Regions from separate parts of the Gossypium arboreum genome. Here all the other regions are linked to region 3. Evidence: chromatin contacts called from public Hi-C data. All regions are on one chromosome and are shown on one strand. The core of a region is the stretch at or near the end of the contact, and the rest is flanking DNA. Distances in the headings are between cores, read along the strand shown. Region 1 holds the start of LOC108467720 (nuclear transport factor 2B-like). Region 2 holds the start of LOC108458181 (YTH domain-containing protein ECT2-like). Region 3 holds the start of LOC108467312 (F-box only protein 6).

Region 1 (4,167 bases), core at 784-3,283, 720 kb after region 3:
GGTTAAAATATGTCATAAGTCTATTTACACTTCATAGATTTGTAATTTAGTCTTTGTACTTTTATTTTCAAGAATTTGGTCCTTTACTTTTCAAATTTAAAATTAAATGCAATTGTTGACATCGTTAATTTTTTTTGTCAATTTTGTTGATGTCACATTTTAAATAAAAATACTTGTTGATGTCACATTTTAAATAAAAATACTTACTTAGTAGTCATGTAATTAAAAATGACGTTGTAATGAATGTAAATTTAACATAATATTTTTAATATATACAAAAACAATGTAAAATATAACATTATATATAAAAGTAAATTCAATTAAACAATAAAAAATAAGAAAATCTCATATGTATGTTTGTTTAATTGAAAATAACTTTATGAAATATTTTAAGAAATCTACCAAATAACAAAAAATATTTTACAGATTCTTTCAAAACACCAAAAATATTAACTTTTCTAAAAAATAAATTATTTTTCAAAATTATTTTTCTAAAATTATTTTCAGTGAAACAAATAAAACCTTAAATATAAAATTAATTTGAGTTACTCTCATAATAAATATGATGTCTCACATTTAAATTTAACAGCCGAAAGTGCAGAGTGTAACATTTACCCCACAAAACGATTTGGCATCATTTTAAATTTACCACGATTTTGCACTGCAATTGATTTAGAGATTTAAAGCTTTTGTAGAAGCTTAAAAAAACTCTCTTATATTTTTTTATCTTTATCTTTAACTTTTTATTTTTTAAGTTTTAATTTATACAGTTATGGGGCAAAAGTTGTCTGGTTTTGCGTTTCTTTTTACTTTTTTAACCTTTTTTCATTTTAAGGTTTTTTAATTTTAAATTATGTCAGGATAGATTTAATGTATCACATTTAATAATAAAATTAATGATTTTAATAATTGAATGATATAATTCATATAATCTCAAAAGTTTGATGATGTAATTTAAAGTTTTGAGACAAATTTAATGTAAGAATTAAGTTTGGGAAAATATGGTGCAATTTACTCTACTTGATTTATACATGGAAGAGTATTTTCCTAACTTTTATTATTGACATAGTGATTGGTTGACTTGTGACATTAACTCACTTAGGGTTTAAACAATAATATCTATTATTATATTTAAGTATTTTACTGAACTAGTGTCAATTTCAATTGAATCATCAATTTAATAATGAATTTACTAAAATTCATAATTTTAATGAGCAATAAATATAATTTGAAAGGTAATTTTGTTTCTCTTATTATATTTAAAAGTTTCTTTAAGCTTGTTTTCTTTTGAAACTTTTTGAAACAATTGAGTGTTTCTTTTAAAATTGTTAAAGCTATAAAACATTTCGTTTTATATTTTTTTTAGTTCTTTAAAAATATGTTCAAGTCGAAAGATAGTTTAGTTTTCATTCCCAAATTGTTAAAAAGTAAAAATCATTCTTTTAACTTTTCTTTTTCTTTATTAGATCTTTATGAGAGAGTTATGTCACCCTCAATTAAGTTATCAACTTAGTAATAAATTTACTAATATATATATATATATATATATAATTTTTAATAGATAATGGCTATTATTTTGAGAGTAATTTTATTTTTCAGTATAAACTTTATAAAAATACTTATGCATAATAAGATCACAAGTCAATATATTATGATATTTAATCTTTTAATTTTACCATTTCAATTATAGTAATTTTATTAATATATTATTTTTATATTTATTACATACATTTTTACTCTGTGACAAAATCTAGTATATACTTCAAAAATTTAGAGATAAAAACATATATTTTTCTTACTCCAAAAATAATACTTCTTTCAATAAAAAAATAATTTCAAAATTTCTTTCAAATAAAATTAGGTAAAAGAAAAACGGTTGGGCTGCGTTAGGTTGACGCAAAGAATGATCCGCTAATTGATAGACAGTAAAGCGGGTGTATAAACGATCCAAAAGAAAGAAGGAACACGCTGGCAGCCCCTTGTCCTTTAGATTTTTATGATTCAAATTCAGCCGCTAGATGAATCCTCCTATAAATACACAATTTTGGATGGGCTCGGCTGGTCTCTCCTATTAATTCCTGTGTCAGTGCCCTTCTCTGTTGACGGCTCAAACTCTGATAAACAAAACGAAAAATCGATGGATCCAGACGCTGTAGCCAAGGCTTTTGTCGATCACTACTACTCCACATTCGATGCGAACCGGGCCGGTTTAGCCAATCTCTACCAGGAACGTTCCATGTTGACCTTTGAAGGTCAAAAGATCCAAGGCTCTCAGAGCATTGTCGCTAAGCTAACCAGCCTTCCTTTCCAGCAGTGCAAGCACAATATTACCACCGTCGATTGCCAGCCATCTGGCGCTGGCGGCGTCCTCGTTTTCGTCTCTGGAACACTACAACTTGCCGGCGAACAACATGCTCTCAAGTTTAGCCAGGTAGCTCTCTTTGCATCTTTTGTTTTATTTTGTTTTTTTGGGTTTTTTATATGTACTTGAGCGATCGATCTAAGGCTAATCTGTGTGACACTGTTGATCTCATCGGTGTTATCGATGGTATTAATTTCGCGATTCGATTTGTTAGTGATGGATCTTTTAAGTGAGTTTTTGATCTGTTGTAACTCCCTCTTGAATTTTTTTATTTATTCTTCAGGATTCTAAGAATTGAATTGGCTGTTTAATGCATATAAAACTCTCTGCTGTTTACATTATATTTCAGTGATCGCTTGTTTTCCATTCCTTTTGATAACTGAATTAATAAGGGAAACATGTATGATATACTCGATATAATTAACAGTGTCGATTTCATTAAACTGTGTCATGAATTTTCAAAGATATAGATATTTTGGATCCACCATCTTGCCGATGGAACACCTGCTATTTCTTATTTTGTTTTGCCCTATGTGGCTCTGCATATGGAGTTGACTTATATGATCGTCTGTGATGATTTTTTGAGATTACAAACATCACCGTTACCCCATATTCTTATTTATTTATCTGGATAAAATAAGGATCTAATTAAATTTTTAAAATAAGTGTTGTAAGATTGTCTATGATTCCTGTCTGTATGTTTACGTGTTATAAATAATTGTAGCAATCAAGAGTTCTTTTGTTCCTGAAGTTTTTTTATCATAGGCAAGCCTTCGGTTGTTTATTTTAATCTTTTATGCTTGCCTATTACATTTTTCGCATAAGAAATAGATGGTGGGTGCTCACATTGCGTACTGTGAAAGATTATCAAACATCTTCTCAATGTTGTTTCTTGGCAACTCTATCGTGAGCATGATATAAAAGAAAAACCAGTGATATCTCTCCTCAACTGTAGACATTGATGATTTTGCTTGTGACTTATATGCCTTGCTTTCTCGTAGAGCAAACTTATATAGTTTGATACGTATTTATGGCTCAACGTTCTGTTTAATTTTGTGCAATAAGGGCCTCTTTTTATCTAATGGCTAAACTCTGAAAAAAGTACTTTTTTAAGAAGGCCCTTAATACTTGTATTTATACCTCATGCAAGTTCTTACCCTTGATTTTTGCCTATATTCAAATGAGAGATTGATTTTTACCTAAAACCTGGAAAGTTAAAGGCTAATTTAGGTGTAACAAACGTATAGGAGCTTATTTGCAACGAACTGCTTGTGATATTTTGACATCAAGCTTTATTAACTGAGTGATTTTGGGTTTGCTTTTGGTCTCAGATGTTTCATTTGATGCCAACACCACAAGGAAGCTTTTATGTGTTGAATGACATATTCAGGTTAAACTACGCGTGAAGAAACAGAAATCACTACAATTAATCAGGTGATGGGAATACAAATCTCAAGGATTTATAAATCTGGTTATCTTTTAGACATTTTAAATGAAAAATGGAAATATTTTTTGGTTTAATTATGTGGGTGGGTATGATGGTTTCCATTCCAGTCTCCATATTTCAGAGACGTTGTTGTGATTGGTGGAGGACGCAGTCTTCTGAATTGGATGAATGTTGGATGTTTGATTAAAGACTTGTTTTTAGTTAAAGCTTATGGCTCTTTGAAACAGATTTTCTATCAATAAATCACAGATTTTTGTTTCCATTTGAGAGATTGGCAGAGCTCGCGAGTCTTGGCTTGGTTTGGTACTTTTGTTTCCAGTATTGAGGTTGGATATTGTTGTTGGTATCGAATTGCTTT
Region 2 (4,458 bases), core at 1,430-3,929, 560 kb before region 3:
TTTCCAAATTTTCAATGGCCATCTAATCTGAAAAATAAAAGAAAATAAAAAGGCTAGCTTCCCATCTACCTAAAATATGTGATAGGAAAAGAACTAACCATTGCAGGGTCGTTTGAAGAAAACTCTAGTGAACCAACCCGTTTTGGAGAAGCTGGTGCATATGAGGGACGAAACAGAGAACTCTTCCCACTAAAAGGCTTTGACCAGTCTGAGCAGAATCCACCAACCGCAAAACCATCAGACCCTTGGTATGAAGAGCAAAGACTGCTGGAGCTTCCAAAGAAGTTTCTTCCTCCATCAAATGATCCTGACTGAGGAAGGTAATTGGTTCCCAGCCCAAATCTTTTTCCAACCAATTGTTGCTCAATATTTACAGGACACTCTAAATGAGAAAACTGGGCCTTTGAAGTAACATGTGGAATATTTCGGGAAACTGATGGCTGGTGATAAGATGAATCTATGGTGATGAAATGCCTTGCATTGGACAGCCCGATAGGATCCCCAACAGGAGGCAGATAAGATGAAACCGGAGCATAAGCTCTTTGTTGCATTTGTGGACTATGCCCAAGACCATGAAACCCAAGAGATGCAGTTTCATTGTAAATGTCCTGGGTAAGGTAAACAAAAGTAACGCCTTTGTAAGACATATTCATAGAAGGAAAGAAAATAACAAATAGTAATAATAGTAAATGAAACAAATAGTAATTATCATAAATGATTGGAAAAGATAGTAGGTTTACACACATGAAAACCATTGTCCAAACCCTCAGCATTAACATATGGAAGCAATGAACTCTGTTTATGAGCTGCATTCCAAAAGCATAGAGAAAACTTCATGAGTAATGAGCAAAGTAAGAAAGAGCATAATGTGCCATACAAAAAGCTTATTCTGCCAGCCACAACCGTGCTAACTAGCTGCCTAAGCAACCGTAGCCCATAAAATTGCATGTCATGCCTCACATCCAATTTAGAATCACCTTCAGTGGAATCTAAAAAAGGAAAAAAAATTATTGTTTCTTAATACTAACAGGAAAAACATCAACCTCAAACATTAAAAATGATATGCAACTATTAACATAAGTCCAGTATAGACTTGGAGACAATTTGATAAAACTTCTAATTCAATCATAAGCCAACATGAAAAAATTCTGTAAATCAAAGATCAGTTATTGATACTACGAAGGAACCACAATGTAATCATACAAAGAAGTTCTTCTGCCATAAGGTTTGTAGATTCTATCTTCAAATACCACCGCTATGTTCCCCACATCAAATAGATTAGAAGTCAAATATTGAATCTTTTTAATTTCACTTTGACCAGAAAGTGGAAAAAAATATTTACAAGATGAATTGCTTACAGCAAAATAAGTTACCCTTCCAATCAGCACAAGAATGAATATCAGTTCCCTAAGAAATATCCAAGTTGTAAACCTTATACTGATACACCATTAATCTAGATTTCTACATATATTTTAACATACATGAAATCAGAAACTAGGTTAACAGAAACAAGATAAAGTTTTATATGACAAATGCAGAGGAACTAACCTTCTTGATGGAACTGTGCCTCAGGAGAATAGGCATTCGGCAAATAGGTTGTCGTGGACTCAACAACAGATGGCATGAATCCCGACTGATGGGATGAACCATCCCTCAAGGAACCAACAGCTATCAAATCCTGTGCAAATAAATGAACAAATAACAACATCCTAAGTAATGATCAATTATAAACAACAGTTGTCAGCAGAGCGCAGCGGTTTAAAACAATGGCAATATCAATCTAATCAAGGCAACCAACAAAATGAAGCAATGCAAGCAACAATATACCTTATTAGTCAAAGCGTTCGGGTTAGAAAGGATGTTGCTATCCAGAACCATAACGTTGAAAACCTCTGCCGAGTCTAGAATTCCAAAACCATTGTCAAAATCTTTGATTAACCAACAAATATTGAACAATAATGTGCAGCATGTAAGTAAACAAGTACGTCAAACATTGAAAACATAAACACATAAGAATAGATCATAACTGTCGAACAATTATGGTTACGCGATGATACTATTTGTTGCCAAACGCTAATTATGTCTACGATCATCTCCAATAATATCCTTTAAATAAATAAAAGAAACCAGCAAAACAATCTCGCAATAGATTCCACATTTCTCATTCGATACTTCCATAAAATCAAACAAGAACACATCAAAAAAAACCAAAGAGCTATATTGAAAATTTACAGCCTAAAAAAGAAGACATAAATCATATCTCATATTTCAATTTTTGTTTGTTGGTTTACGGAATTATGATTCAACGGCGACGTACCAGTAGAGGTCATTCGATCAGAAGTTTGGTGAGCCATTGGCATAAATTACAGACGAACAAAATGTAAGTTTTAATAATAATAATAATAATAATGAATTGAAAGATAAGTTTTGGTTTGATGAAATATTTTGGGTTGGAGATCGAGATTCGAGAGAGCAGGGGCTCTGGAAAGGAAGCTTATTTTTGTTTTGTTTTTTTTGGGGGGTTAATTTGGTGAAGAGCTGTTGTGTTAAGAAGCAGAGAGAAGCGGGGGCATTGGGAGTGATGAAGGAGAGGGGAGGGGGGGGGAGGGAAGGGAAGGGAAGGAAGGAAATATCTGCGTGTACCGAAGAGTTGGCAAGACACCACTCGTCCACCTGCTCCCCCCTACCATAGCAGTTTTTCGCTTATGTCACTTTACGTTACTCCAATTTTTTCCCTTCATATTCCTTGTTTTCTATTTATTCAAATAATATAATGATTTTATTATATTACTTTTATCATACTCTCAAAATATGTTTTTAAATATTAATTATTGTAGTTTAATTTGGATTCTCATCAACCCTTTATTGAATAATTTGAAGTAAAATTTTATTTGAATGTATAACTCATATTTTAGATTTAAAACTGTATATAATTTTTTTCAAATTTAAATATATATTGTGTATCTGTTAATATATATTAAAATTTTAAATTTTAATTATAAACTTAATATAAATTTTACAAATATATATTATGTTTGTAATTTAAAATTCCTCTATATTTGTATACCCAATATAAATGAGAAGAGTAATTTTATATTTTCACATTAAAATTGTTCATCTAAAAGCCAAAAACATTTAAATTAGTAAGAAGGTTCAATTTCTTCATCTCTTTTTTATTTTTCATGTTCTATTTTCCATGATTTCTATTTAGAGATGCTTTTAATTTTTCATCAATTAATTTTTTTCTAATTCCATGTTTAGTCCATTCCTCAGTTTTGAGGAGTTATTCATTCCACATTTTATCGTTAATAGTCTAATCAACTATTATTTTTGACAAAAATATATTGGAAAAAGATTTTATGATTTAGGTTAACAATGAATAACTTTTAATCTAATAGTAATTGAAATAGAAATATACCTAAACATTTTAGGTCAGAGTTTATTTTAATCAATTTGATTTAATTTATTGGCATGGGAATATGCCTGTGTAACTATATTAAGTTAGATTTTAATTTCTCGAAAAGGGTTAAAGAAAATTTAATACTCAACTTTGTTAGAATAAATTAGGTGGAAGTAGAATAATTAGCTATAAATTGGATAAAATTGTAATCTTTAACTTTTTTTTATATTGATTAACTACTCCTTTTAATTTGTTTTGTTAATTTTATTTGCTAGATTTAGTTTTTAAAAATATTCTATCAACGATTTATTTTGATGGGATATAAAGTAATAGTTGGTGATTATTAGCTCTTTGTGGGAACGATCATATCATACTACTTGTTACAATAGTATACTTGCACTTGTGATATTTGATCAAGTAGTCAAAATCTTGAATTATTCCTGCTAGATTTAGAGACTGAGAAGGTTTCATGAAGACTTAGAAGACTTAACATTCATTTAGACATTGAGTTTGAGGAATTAATTACAAGGGACATCAATGTGAATGCTAATGCTAATGCTAATGCATGAGCTCTTTCTACTGCTTCGGTGTCTGCTAGAGATTATGTTATATCTCACGTCAAAGCACTCAAACTAGTATTTGCTTTTTGATGGTGGAAGTAAACAACTTTTAGAGCAAGCTAGTGGTTATCCAAAAGGTTGAAGCATACTTCTGGATTTTCTCATCAAGATTCCAATCAACATTTGGAAAAGTTAATTAAATTATGCAATATATTTAAGTTAAATGATGTTTCTTAAAAAAACCGTTAAACAATATCCATCTTCCCTGACTAGAAAAGTTGTGTATTGATTATATGGGTTTATTACAAATTAGGACCAAGTGATGGAAATTTTCTTAGCTAAGTTCTTCCTCCATTTAAGATAGCTAAATTGCATAATAACGTATTTAGTTTCTAGCTGATTGGACAACATTACACAAGGAATATAAATGGTTCAAGGACTTGCAGAAGAAGTGTGCTCACCATCAGGTGCCAAATTGGTTGTAAATCTGGACTTTCT
Region 3 (4,295 bases), core at 64-2,563:
GTGTGTCTTGGGCCTCTATCTTTCCACTAATGTGCTAATGAGTGTAGGATCGAGTTTGTAGCCCCTAAGTATACGAGACGCATGCAAGAATCATATGTCTTACAAGTAACTACAAATTTCGATGTTAGAGCTCTTTGACAAGGTATGTATGAACCCCTCCAAAACACGATCATTCGCCTATTTATATTGAAAAATAAATTAATTTAAAATATTTTAAAAAATAAAAAACTTTAAATTTAACTTCATTGAAAAAATGAAATTTAAAATTTTGTCTTACCAGTATCGCTTGAGCAGCTAAAATGTGCTTGTCGTCGAAACGAATCAGAGGGCTTGCCATTCGTGAAAAATTAATCGAAACGAATAATATATGAAAAAATTAAATAAAAATATAATATTTTTAAACAAGCGCATTGAAAATTTTAGAACAAAACTTGAGAAAATTGAGAGAATTGAGAGAGTTGAGAGTTTAGAGAGAATACAGAGAGTTGAATTTTAGTGAAAAAATGAAAAATGGCTTTGTATTTATAGGAAAAAAATTACCGTTAGCCCTTAAAATTTTTACTGTTACCAATATTTAAAAAGTTGTTGGGAAAATGATCGTTGAAGGAAAACACGTCCTCTAAAAAAAACCTATTTCCCTAATTTAAAAAAAGGTCTAAAAGGCTAATTAAAAAAAACATATCTTTCTAATTTAGTTGAAAATTTCTATTATTTGATTATTATTATTATTATTGATTCTGAAAAGTACTTAAAAAGCTAAATCACTAAAAATATTTATTTTAATTGATTTAATATTTTCAATTGATTATCAAAATAAGGCCTAGGTTTCAAATTTTAATTAAATGATTATATTATTTTTAAATGTAATTATATTAAGGTGAAAAGATTAAAATTGTATCAACTAGTATAAATTTGTACGCATCAATACAAATCGATATTTGATTAAATAAATTTAAATGTACCAAACAATTAAATTATACCTAAAATATAATCAAAATGAAACATAAATTACTTGATATTAATTTAAGATCGAAAAATAAGTATTCAATAAATCTAAATGCACTGAAATAATCAAATCATACTTAAAATATAATCAAAATAAAACTTAAATTGGAAAAAATAAGTATGGATGGGTATGGTGGATACTAAAATGATTATAGGCCCAAATCTAAAATCTTTTGGCTTTTTCTTTTCACTTCAATGCTAGTAAATTCTTATGAATATACCTTTATTATTCAAAAAGTTAAAATAAATTTATATTATTTAATTCAAATAAAAATATTTTATATACAAGAGAAGAGGAAAGGGCAAAAATGAAAAGAAAGGAGAAAAGTGGAAAAGAAGGTAGATGCATACATACATACATATTGGAGTGAAAATCAAGTGGGATCATTCATTACAATGACAAAGTTGCGTGCGGGTCAGAATTATTACAAGAAATTATCGTAATAATGGCCACTGACGTGTAAATAGATGACTGGCTAACTCTCAACAAAGGGAGAAAGAGAGCAGCATTTTTTGTTGGTGGTGTTGGAGTAGGGGAGGGGTTATTGGGGCATGGAAGGGCTGGCCATGCTTAGGCAGCTCATCGGTCAGCTTCAAGACCTCTTGCATCTCTACGGCTCTCCTCCTCCGCCGCTTCCTCCGTCCTCTCCTTTTCACCTTCTTCACCTCCACCAACTGCCTCATCCTTTCCACGACCACCACCGCAGGTTCGTTTCCTTTCCTTCTCTCTTTACATAGATCTCTTCAATTTTCTGTTTTTCTTCTCTCGCCTCACATTTTTTTTATGTGCTAATTTTGAATTCTTGTCAGATTTATTCATCTAGGATTCTGTATTTTTTTTTTTTTGGGGGGGGGGAGTGTAATGAGGTGGATTAATGGTAGATTACCTTTGTTATCCGATAATGTTAATTTCTCTTCCTTGCATTTCTCGTTGTTTAGATTTTTGTTTATTTTCTGTTATGCCACTGCCGTTTTGTTAATTTTTATTTTCAGGGGATTTCGCATGTTTACTGCATTTGAATTTTTGGCCATTTTTTACATTACTAAACTATTTTATACCTCTTTTCGACGAAAATAGTAAGTTCATTCAAAATTTTAGTTTTCAGCATGTATCTTTCATCGTATTCCAATCATGTAGTTTCTTTTTTTTTTTTACCCCTTTTTGCCTTTGTTTTCCTTTCCCTTTTTTTCAATTTTCAGTTTGCTTTGTCCCCTCCCCCAAAACCCTCCTCTCATCTTTATTAAGTGTTCATGCTGCTGTGTTTTTTTTTTTTTTAAGTTTTACATATTGTGATGGTCAATTTTGAACTTGTTGGCGATTGCCTTTTGATAATTGATGCTTGAATATCTTTCTTCTTAGTTGATTAGCATGATTATGATTGACTATGAAGATGGAATCTCATTTGTATCTGTTTACTATATGATTTCCTTAGAACATGAACTTAAACTTATAATTCTTGATTAATTTTTAGTCCACTGACTAATCAGCTCCTTTCAATTTTCCTTCACGTTCCTACACGCAAAAGGAAAATAGAAAGTTAATTTACTAGTTAATTCAACAACGTCCTGGGTGTTTCGAGTAACAAAGAGTTGTTGTACTACTCTTGGAAGTTCTCCTTAAAGATTGTATGAATGAATGTTGAGTGGCCTAGCTCTCTGGTTAATTTATAATGCTCTGCTTGCCTTTGCTCATTTGTCAATTCCCTTGTTGATAATTCATCATAGGTCTCTCTCTCTCTGTCAGTCTTCTTTTACAGGGTATTCTTTATGCAAAAGCATTCATGGCAATGTAACAGAGCGTATGGTTGAAAGTTTCTATTATTAGTGCATTTAATTGATATTGCTGTCAACATACTGTTGGTATAGCTGGATGAATAGAGGTCTTTGGCTGTGCAATGATTTGAGTTTACTCTGTTCAAACGATACCTTAAACATCCTGTTGCACATATTCTGGATCCATAAAACTGACTAAAAAGTACAGACTTACTGGTGAAAACAATCTCAATGAATTGTGAGAATCATGTATACCTAATTTTGTAGAGGGCTTTTTCGTGGTCCAGTTGTACGTCTCTATATTGTTTGACCACTCTTTATGCAATTATTACAAATTGGGTTGTGTAGTATGAATATTATGTTCATTATTCTGATGCAATTGAGTTGAAGGTCTTGACCTTGTATTCTGTCCCTTGATGTTTTGGTCCAAATTTATACCAAGATTAATTATTAGAAATTGCTCTAGACTAATCAGGTATTCTATTCCTGACATTCTAAGGACTAAGAGCGAGTAACTGGTATTTTTCAAGTATATCTTCTTTCAACTGTTAATAATGAAAAATTAGTATTCTTCATAACTACGATAGGTACCTTGTATCCACATAGTCCAATATTAGTGATCAGGCAATTTGAGAAGTTGGTCAAGATCAATATAAAATGTTCACATATCTTCTTTCATATTTAATCATGAAAAATAGGTGAACGTTAGCTTCTATCTGTTTCATGGAAAATAACATTTAAAAAAAATGATTTCTTTATTACCCCAATACTTGTTTTGTGATTAAGCTTTTCTAACAAAGAAGTTCGGTGGTCAACATCTATCTTGCTAAGTTTCATTTGAGATTCTTTTTTAATGAAAATATTTGGCAAAGGCCAGTAAGGAAAATTGTAAGGTGCATTTGCATTATTATGAAGATGTTGTGGCATAAGGTGCATATGTTTGGAAACCTGTTTTGTCATGGCTGGAGCATACAAGTTCTTGTGGCATAACAGTTCTGCTTGGGCTTAGGTTTATTTTTATTACCAGAAAGATCCTTATCTAGCTAAGGCCAACTGCATAGGGCATTAACTGAAATCAGGTCACAGGTTGGTTTGAAGTTTAAAGATGTCAATATTGAAAATCTGATGGATTGCTAGTTGCATGCATGACCCCCTAAGATGTCTGGTTATAATCTGTAGCATTTTTCTATGGGTTAGCTATGAAACATGTTGCTCTGCAGGCAAAAGGTTTCTTTGGCAGCTTACTTTTGTGGATTTGTGCGTGATAGAAAGATATTTTACATTTGTCCTTGTCCTTTTTGTAAATTTGGTTGTTAGTTACTTGCACGATCACCTACAAATATTGGTTATAATCTCTAGCATTAGTCTATTGATTTATGCTGCTCCTCAGATACAATGTTCTTTGGCGACTTTCGTTTTTTCTTGTGTCTGTCTGTGTGTGGAATTGTGGGTAATGTAAAAATGTTTTACATTTGTCTTTTTTGTAAATTTGATTAGGACTGGTAGTTTTGTCTCAG

The links. Hi-C and Micro-C count contacts between places; a contact is called where the count stands out from the background.
Region 1: a contact with region 3 is called in a Hi-C map of leaf, with 4 times the contacts expected there. The contact joins the promoter of LOC108467720 here to the promoter of LOC108467312 in region 3. A contact is called at or near these places in 2 of 5 Hi-C or Micro-C datasets (both in leaf).
Region 2: a contact with region 3 is called in a Hi-C map of leaf, with 3 times the contacts expected there. The contact joins the promoter of LOC108458181 here to the promoter of LOC108467312 in region 3. A contact is called at or near these places in 2 of 5 Hi-C or Micro-C datasets (both in leaf).

Annotation. Positions count from the first base shown.
Region 1 is chr2:67,832,321-67,836,487 of ASM2569848v2, forward strand. LOC108467720 (nuclear transport factor 2B-like) reads left to right here and starts at 2,034. Exons shown (of 4, transcript XR_008278790.1): 1 at 2,034-2,431; 2 at 3,694-3,796; 3 at 4,059-4,135.
Region 2 is chr2:66,553,247-66,557,704 of ASM2569848v2, forward strand. LOC108458181 (YTH domain-containing protein ECT2-like) reads right to left here and starts at 2,680. Exons shown (of 8, transcript XM_053024888.1): 1 at 2,318-2,680; 2 at 1,828-1,901; 3 at 1,549-1,678; 4 at 745-989; 5 at 99-608. The coding sequence starts at 2,360.
Region 3 is chr2:67,112,256-67,116,550 of ASM2569848v2, forward strand. LOC108467312 (F-box only protein 6) reads left to right here and starts at 1,314. Exons shown (of 2, transcript XM_017767937.2): 1 at 1,314-1,712. The coding sequence starts at 1,558.